Regions from separate parts of the Sus scrofa genome. Here regions 1 and 2 are each linked to region 3. Evidence: chromatin contacts called from public HiChIP or PLAC-seq and promoter capture Hi-C data. All regions are on one chromosome and are shown on one strand. The core of a region is the stretch at or near the end of the contact, and the rest is flanking DNA. Distances in the headings are between cores, read along the strand shown.

Region 1 (2,700 bases), core at 68-2,567, 460 kb after region 3:
AGAACCAGGAGGTTGCGGGTTCGATCCCTGGCCTTGCTCAGCGGGTGAAGAATCCGGCGTTTCCGTGAGCTGCAGTGTAGGCCAGCGGCTACAGCTCCAATTTGACCCCTAGTCTGGGAACCTCCATATGCTGCAGATGTGGCCCTAGAAAAACAAAAACAAAACAAACAAAAATTTATGGCTGCACCTGCCAGCATATGAGAGTTCCCAGCTCAGGGACTGAATCCAAGCCGCAGCTGTGACCAACGCACAGCTTTGACTCACAGCTGTGGCAACTAAGGATCCTTTACCCACTGCGTTGGGTGGAGGACCCCAGTCAGGAGTGACTACAGCTGCTGCAGTCAGATTCTTAACTCACTGGGCCACCCGCGGGGAGACTCCTTTTTGCTTTTTTCTTGAAAGAAAAAAACTATAAGCAAATATTGAACTATAGTTAATATGCACTCAAATATTCAAGGGCAAGCTTAGTATCTGTAATTTAGTTTGAAGTGTACAAATGGAAAGCTGTGCACCAGAAATCCAAGGGCTGGTCAGAGTACCGACTGCCATCCCCTCACCGCTGCAGTGACCACGCGGGGTCCTTAACCCGCTGCGCCACACGGGAACTCCCGAATGTGCATTTCTAACAAGTTCCCAAGTGCTGCTCCCGGTCCATGGACCCCACCGTAAGGCCCACTGCGCGGAGTGAGAACTTCCCAGTACAAGCCCCACTGAGGTCGATTCGGCTTCAGGGACTTCGCAGAAGCAAGCAACTTTCACAACTGGAGACCCTCTCTGCTGGCGGTAACCAGACCAAAACGGGCTCCCCAGCTGACAGGCTGGGAGGGGCGTTCCGGATCCCGGTTCAGAGGCCCCTCTCCAGACGCGCCGCGGGGTCTTGACCGAGCGCCGGGACCCTCACCCCCCGGCGGGCTCGGCCCCTGGAGTCGGCACCGACGTCCGCCCTCCCCGGGGATGCCCCTCTGTGAAGGGGAGGCCGAGCTCGCGCCCGCGTCACTGCCGAGCCTCTCCCGGGGGTTTCGGGGCTTCGCGGCACGAGCTTGGGTCGGAGGCGCGAGGGCCGCGCGCGGCGGCGGGCCGGGGCGGGCGGAGAGGGGGCTGGGCCCCCCGCGCCCCCCGACGGCCCCCTCCGAGGGCAGCCGGCACCCGCGACCCCCCGCGGCCCCTCTCTTACCTCGCGGCGAGAGGACCAGGGCGACGGCGAGCGCGGCGGGGCGGCAGCGGCCTTTCGGTCACTCCGCGGAGCGCGGCGGCCACGGCGTTGCCACGCGCGGATCCAAGGAAGCGGCTCCCACAGTGCTCCGCGAGGGGGCGGGGTCCGGATCACCGGGAGGCGGGCGAGGCAGGGGGCGGGGCCTGAGGGAGGGGCGGGGCCTGCGGGAGGGGCGGGGTCGGCCGCCAGCCCCGAGCGCGAGGGGGCGCGGGGCTGGCGGAGGCGGTCCTGGGGCGCTGCCAGGTCGCGGACCAGAAAGCAAAGGAAGCCGTCTTCTAAATCCTAAGGAAATCAGCCGGAAGGCCGGCCACCGAGAGGCGGTGCCAGTGAATTGCTGTTAATCGCTCGGGCGCCCGCCGCCCAAACCTGTGAGCCCCGGAAGCGCGTCCCGGCTGCACAGCCTTCCCGATCCTCCTCCCACCGCGACCACCCCAGGGCCCCGCTGGAGTCCAGGCCCCCTGCCCGCCGTCCGCGCACCTCATGGTCCAGTCCTGTCCTCCTGCCCCGGACACACTCCAGGGCGGCCTGAGACGCGCCAAGGGCGGCTCCCAGCTTCAGAGTGACGCTCAGCAAGTGAAGAAGGAATGAAATTCATAACCCTTTCACTGCATTATCTTAAATTTTACAGATAAACGGGAGAGGGGGGCGTCTAAAGACACTAGTAGTTAATGAGTTTTAAATTTTAAGTGCCTGTCAAGAGACAATTCTCCATGAGTCTCTTGCTTTTGTTCTGGACTACTGTGATAGTTAATGCATTAAAGCTGGACGGAGGTACCCAGTTTTGGGCAAGTGAAGAAGGAATGAAATTTTTTTTAGATGTGATAGTGAGGTAGGCGGTAGATGGGCCCCTGGGCTGAGAACAGCTGGGACTGTTAGGCTGAGTAAACTGGGCCTTGCTTCTCTGACACATCAAGGAGAAATTTAATGCCAGGAGCTGAGCTCTGCTGGAATAAAAAGATGACCACATCAGGTGTTCCTGTCCTGGCTCGTGGCTCAGCAGTTAGCAGACCTGATTAGCATCCATGAGGATGAGGGTTTGATCCCTGGCCTCGCTCAGGGGGTTAAGGATCCAGCGTTGCTGTGGCTGTGGTGTAGGCCAGCTGCTGTAGCTCCAATTGGACCCCTAGCCTAGGAACCTCCATATGCCATGGGTGCAGCCCTAAAAAGATAAAAGACCACATCAATCCCTCCTGGAGTCAAGACCTCTCCAACGGAGTTCCCGTTGTGACACAGTGCTTAGTGAATCTGACTAGGAATCATGAGATTGCAGGTTCGATCCCTGGCCTTGCTCAGTGGGTTAAGGATCCGGCGTTGCCATGAGCTGCGGTGTGGGTCACAGACGTGGCTCGGATCCCGAGTTGCTGTGGCTGTGGTGTAGGCCGGCGGCTACAGCCCTGATTGGACCCCTAGCCTGGGAACCTCCACATGCCCTGGGAGCAGCCCTAGAAAAGACAAAAATAAATAAATAAATAAAAATTTAAAAATCA
Region 2 (2,700 bases), core at 102-2,601, 310 kb after region 3:
AACATTTTAATCTTCCTGTATCACTGTGACAACCTGTCTGAGCAGGCAGCATTATTGGTGGAGGTGTAACTATTTGAACTCTCTGACAACTAGGTTCATTTTCATTGTAAAATAACACAGTAACACATTATATGCAGATTAACTGTCTCACAGGCTATGAAAGCAGTTTAAACTTAGCTTAAAAACATCTGTTTTAAACCAAAAATAACTTTAACTTAATCTCAAACTTAAAATAACTTTGCTTTAACTTAATCCTTTCTATCAAGTAAACCAAGGCAGTTTGCTGGGTTGGAACATTACCTCTAAAGCCACACTGCCGTGAACTTGGTTAGTTGTTTCTTGGGTCGTGTTATTGATTTCTCTTGTGTGTTTTCTTTCCTGCTCCTTTGTTAAGTTACACCTGTTCTTGAAATGCCTGGCTTAGTGAATGTGTCATGAGTTCAAAGCAATTAAAGCGTGGGTTGCTATAAGCCTGAAAACAGTATTTAAAATAGAAACTATAGTATTCCCAAAGTTGAAAACACGGTTTTTGTGGGTTTTTTTTTTCCTATCCTCACCTTATACCAGAAAGGATTTGAAGCTATTCAGCAGACCCTAGCTTAGTAAGATTATGGAATTGGTAAAGAAAATAAAGGAAAGGAAGGTAGGAAAGGAATACAGATTGATAGCCTCGGGGAATGGTAAGTAAATAGAGCATCAGGATTTGTAACCGCCAAGGTGGAAGGGGACTTGACTTTCCCTAGGTGCCGGTGTGCCCGGGTCTGCTGGGTGCTCTAGGGATGAACGCACTCCTCACTGAAGGCTCTGAAAGACTATATACCATGGGGCTGACCAAACTCTCCTACGTTTTCAGTTGTTTACATAGAGAACGTTATTACTTCATAATTAGATTATTTGCCGAATTAGTAGCTGTCTTATTTCAGCATGGAGACAGCTGTGCGAATCCTCTGCTTGGGCGGCTGTTGCATTCTTCACAGCAAATTCCAACATGACAGGTGCAGGTGGCTGGTCTTAGTCACACCGAGGAGGAAATTGCAGGGTTTAAAAGGCTTTCCCTAATCTATCGCTATTATAAATACTCAGTTTAATATATGAATTTCTCGGTAGACTGAGAGAACAAATTAGCAGATTTCCTTTGTATGTGTTTAACTTACCGGGACTCTAATTAAAACCTTAACTATCTTTTATTGCCACCACCAGAAGCACCTGCGGAGCCGAGCAGCTCCCAGCACCAGGCGGCCGGTCTGCGGCGCGGCTCCCAGCGGCCTCCCCCGCACCCGCCGGAGGGCGTGCGCATGCGCGGCCGCGGCCCCGCCCGCGGTTCCGGCTCGGCGAGACGGAGTGCGCACGCGCGGGCGCCGTCGGCGCTCGGGCCCGGCCCCGCGGGACTACGGCGCACGCGCGGACGCGGGTTGTGAGGGGCCGAGGCGCCGCCTCTGCCTCCCCGGGTCCCGGCGCGGCGCGCGGGGCGTCTCGTCGCGGGCTCGTGCGCGGGGCCTCGCTTCACAGGGCGTGGTTTCCCCTCACGTCAGAGCTTCTGAAGGAACAGGTCAGTGGTTTTAGAGGCGAGAGGAGCGCGCCGGCCGGGGCCGGGCGCCGGCGCGGGTACCCGCTGGGCCCCGGGGGCTCCCCGCCGGCTCGCCGCGCCTGGGCCTGGACGGCCTCGGGGGCAGCGCTGGGTTTTGTCCACGGGGAGGGAGGGTCGTGCCTGAAACTTGACCTGTGGAAACAGAACTTTGTGTGTTCGAGACGCGGGTGGACCTGCACGTTGCCTTTTGCGTCGTGGGTCCCACCATTTAAGTAGTTTCAAGTCGTGCGAAGCAGCACAGCCCCGCAGGGGCCCGTGAATCCCTCGGATGCTTCCCCTTAAGGCGTCGCCCCCGCTCGTGCAGTTCGCTCCGCAGGCCCCAGTCTGCATCCTTCGCCCACCCTCGGGGCGGAGGTGAAACGCCGGCAGCTGAGCTGCTCTCACCTGCCCCCACGTGCTCCCCAGGTGCTCTCAAGGCATAAACGGTGTCCTCCAGCCTGTCCACGGTCATTCGCCTGCCCTTCTCTCTAAAGCAGGGTCTCTCCCCTGGCATCCTAGCGTCAGTGACATTTGGGGCCGGGTAGCTCTCTGTTGTGCAGGGTGGTACTCCAAACTGTACGATTTACCAGCATCCCTGGCCTCTACCCGTTAGATGCCAGCACCACCCTCCCCAGAGAAGCGCTGATCTAGAGTGGGAGCCACATGAGGCTCAGCATCAGTTTAAAATGTAAATACAGCACTTCCAGCTCTTTGGACTTAAAACGTCACAGCACTTTCAACAAGCCGCTTAGAAAATACTGACATCATGCTAAGGATATGATAAAGGGTGGGCCTAAGTAAAAAAGGGGTAGCAGGTTAAAACTAAGGTTCATTTAGCTTTTAGCAGTGCCCAGTTCTCAATGCTGATACCCCAGGCCGAAACGAAGCCTTAGAACTCGGCCCATCAGCTTGCTGTGCGATGACTGCCGTGGCTCAGCCCGCGTGCACTCGCACTGATACTCCGTCCTGTTCTCCCTTCTCGGGGGACTCCCACCATGAGTGTGCTGGCCCCCCTGAAGGTGTACCCCTCTTTATTCCATTGTGTTCACTCGTCATTGTCTTAACTCTCCCTACATCCTTTGGTTCTGTTAGCATCGTTAGGAAGTTATTTTAAAGTCTTTGTCTAGTGAGTC
Region 3 (2,700 bases), core at 162-2,661:
GCCGTGTCTGTGACCTACACCACAGCTCAGGGCAACACCTGGATCCTTAACCCACTGATCAAGGCCAGGGATCCAACCCGCAACCTCATGGTTCCTAGTAGGATTCTTTTCCACTGAGCCACAATGGGAACTCCTGCCATATATTGTTTTTACGTTTTTGTGAGATTGCTTCATAAAATTAATTTCAGTGAATTCAAGTCCTTATTGTTTTTATTGGCATCCTTTCTCAGTATTAGATTCCACTGTGTTTTGGAATTGTGGTTTAATTCTAAATTTGTGAGTTTGTGGGTTTTTTCCTTCTTCGTTCTTTCCATATTCACAGCTACATGACTTCCGGAAATGGAAACCTCGCCTGAAGTCTTCCCACCTACCTCTAGTGGCCTTTTTTCTCCCCTGGCTCTCAGCTGACAACCAGAACTTTTAAAAGGGCATTTTGAAGTTCCTGGCTGGCAGTAAAAATGGGGATTATGCAGCTCGAGGCCTCAGGCTGCCAGCATTGCTCCAGTACCAGGGTGGAGACCTGCCCCATGGTCTCCAGTCTCTGTTAAAAGCCACCATCCTGAAGGAAGAAAGGTTCTCATACTGCAGTGGGGAAGCATTTGGGCTTACTCATGATTTGGCCAGTTAACACATGATTTGGCACTGGAGCAGCCTGTTTTATGGCCTGTCATACATGTTGTCCACTGTGGTTTGCATGCTTTAACATGAAAGCATTATCCAGAGGCGGAGAATGTCCACTCCGCAGGTAGGGTAAATGCCTCCCCTTCCTGGGACACCAACACCAACACTTCAGCCGAGATAAGGCCCGTTCCAGATGCGGTCACGGACGCAATGTGTGCAGGCAATCTGTCGCTTCTGGAATCCGGAAAGGATACTTGTAGGTTCCTCCATGATTCCAGGCATTATTTATAAATGATTTTCTAGTTTAAACGAATTCTGGAAATTTCAGCCGTCTTGGGGGGGGTGGTTAGGGAGAGGGTTGTTGCCCCATCGCAATTCAATCCCAAATGTGGGTTTCACATCACATTGGCTAAAGGCTTCCATCTTCGAAAACGGAGGGGTTCCGCCCGAATCGCGAGCAAACGATTTCAAAGCGCGGGAGTCCTAATCGGAGAGGTACGTGCAAATCCCAGGGTTTGCAGCCCGCGCGGCTCGCGGGTCCCCGCCGGGAGCCTCCAAGCCTGAACCTCTGTTCACCCGGGCCTCGCCGGACCCCGCGGGCCGCCAGGAGGCGGTGCGCACCACGCCTGCGCGCCCCCTCCGCCCACTTCCGCCGTCCTCTGCCCCGCCTCTTCCGCTGCGGACTCCCGCCCGCGCGGCCCCGCCTCCAGGCCGCGGCGCAGACGCACTGCGGGACTGGGGCGGGGCCGGGCGCGACGCGGCGAGGGGAGGGGTCGCGGCGGGGACGGGGGCGGGGCGCCGAGCAGGGCGCCGAGCCTCCGGGAGCGTCCAAGTCGCCGCCGCCACAGCCGCCGCCGCCGCCGGGGGCTTGGCGCGCCCCGCCACCCCGGGCCGCTGGGTGCCGCGGCCGCCGGCGGAACATGGCGCCCTGTACGCTGTGGCGCTGCTGCCAGCGCAGCGTGGGCTGGGTGCCGGTGCTCTTCATCACCTTCGTGGTCGTGTGGTCCTACTACGCGTACGTGGTGGAGCTCTGCGTGTGTGAGTACCCGGCGGGGCCCCGGAGTCGCCCCGGGCGTCGGCCCCGCAGGCGCGCGCGGTGGGCAGGGCGCTCTCAGCGTCCGCCGGGCCGTGTCCGCCCGAGCCGGGCGCAGCCGCTTGCGACCCGTTTGTTCCGGGAGGCGGCGGGCCTGAGCGGCGGCAGCCGCGGCTCCTCCGCGCCTCCTTCCTGGAAGCCCATCGGGTCCCGGGACCCCGCGGGGACCAGTGTGGGCGACACCGAGGGCAGTTCTCTGGAGGGAGGGGACGCTTGGGGAGACGCGCGCCGTCGGGGCGGAGGACGCGCCTACGCGGAAGCGCCGCGCGGGGACCCCCGTCCCGGGCCCGCGTTGGCGCAGCCCCCGGCGGGCGCTCCACGTGGAAGGGAATGCTCTGCTCAGGTTTGAGGGGACGTTTTCAGACGAAAAATTTTAAGAACATTGTTTCGAACCTATGGAACATTTAATTTCGAAGAAAGCTGTCCCTGCCAGAAGAAGTTAGTTGCGGAACACGTTTTCAAGTCAAGATGGGGCGGTAGTCTGTTGAAGATTGTTTACTTTCCTCCGTTTTGATACCAAAACATGTGTCAGGAATGTTTGAATCAGTTGAAGCTGGCTAGACTTAGGTGTTTCTTAGTTTCTTACAGCTGCTTCCAGAGATGCTCAGAGGAAGGTCCTCAGCTTGTGATGATACTTATTTACTCTGAAGTGAGAGCATTTATTCCCAGTTGTGCCAGTCCTATTTAATTCTGTCCGGTTATTGTACCCTCCCTCTCCCAAGTCCTTAATGGTTTCGAAGCAAAGCCTCTGCAGGAACACTGCAGGGTGCACGTAGGTTGAAGTCGCACGTTTAACCTATAGATGGTCGTCAGAAGTATCAAAAGGAGACATCGAATCGGATGGGAAAGGAACGTGAATGCGCTGGTGGGGATGGAGGGAGCATCTGTCTTTCTCACGTCTCTGAGCAGATGTAGGAAATGAGTGTGACTAGGTCACACGGTTGTTGAGTGGCTACGGAACGTGACTCACGTCTTTCCACCCTGCG

The links. Promoter capture Hi-C pulls out the DNA fragments that hold promoters and counts their contacts. HiChIP or PLAC-seq counts read pairs in DNA pulled down with a chosen protein or histone mark.
Region 1: a contact with region 3 is called in an H3K27ac HiChIP or PLAC-seq map of alveolar macrophages. The contact joins the promoter of IFT88 here to the promoter of ZDHHC20 in region 3. A contact is called at or near these places in 2 of 5 promoter capture datasets (fetal liver and liver) and 1 of 2 datasets of contacts at active chromatin or transcription factors (alveolar macrophages).
Region 2: a promoter capture Hi-C map of fetal liver shows a contact between it and region 3, with 4 times the contacts expected there. The contact joins the promoter of EEF1AKMT1 here to the promoter of ZDHHC20 in region 3. A contact is called at or near these places in 3 of 5 promoter capture datasets (fetal liver and liver) and 1 of 2 datasets of contacts at active chromatin or transcription factors (alveolar macrophages).

Annotation. Positions count from the first base shown.
Region 1 is chr11:942,067-944,766 of Sscrofa11.1, reverse strand. It overlaps IFT88 (intraflagellar transport protein 88 homolog), which reads right to left and starts at 1,317. Exons shown (of 26, transcript XM_021065434.1): 1 at 1,175-1,317.
Region 2 is chr11:1,093,769-1,096,468 of Sscrofa11.1, reverse strand. EEF1AKMT1 (protein-lysine N-methyltransferase N6AMT2) reads left to right here and starts at 1,351. Exons shown (of 5, transcript XM_021065435.1): 1 at 1,351-1,549.
Region 3 is chr11:1,404,570-1,407,269 of Sscrofa11.1, reverse strand. ZDHHC20 (probable palmitoyltransferase ZDHHC20) reads left to right here and starts at 1,411. Exons shown (of 12, transcript XM_021065450.1): 1 at 1,411-1,659. The coding sequence starts at 1,542.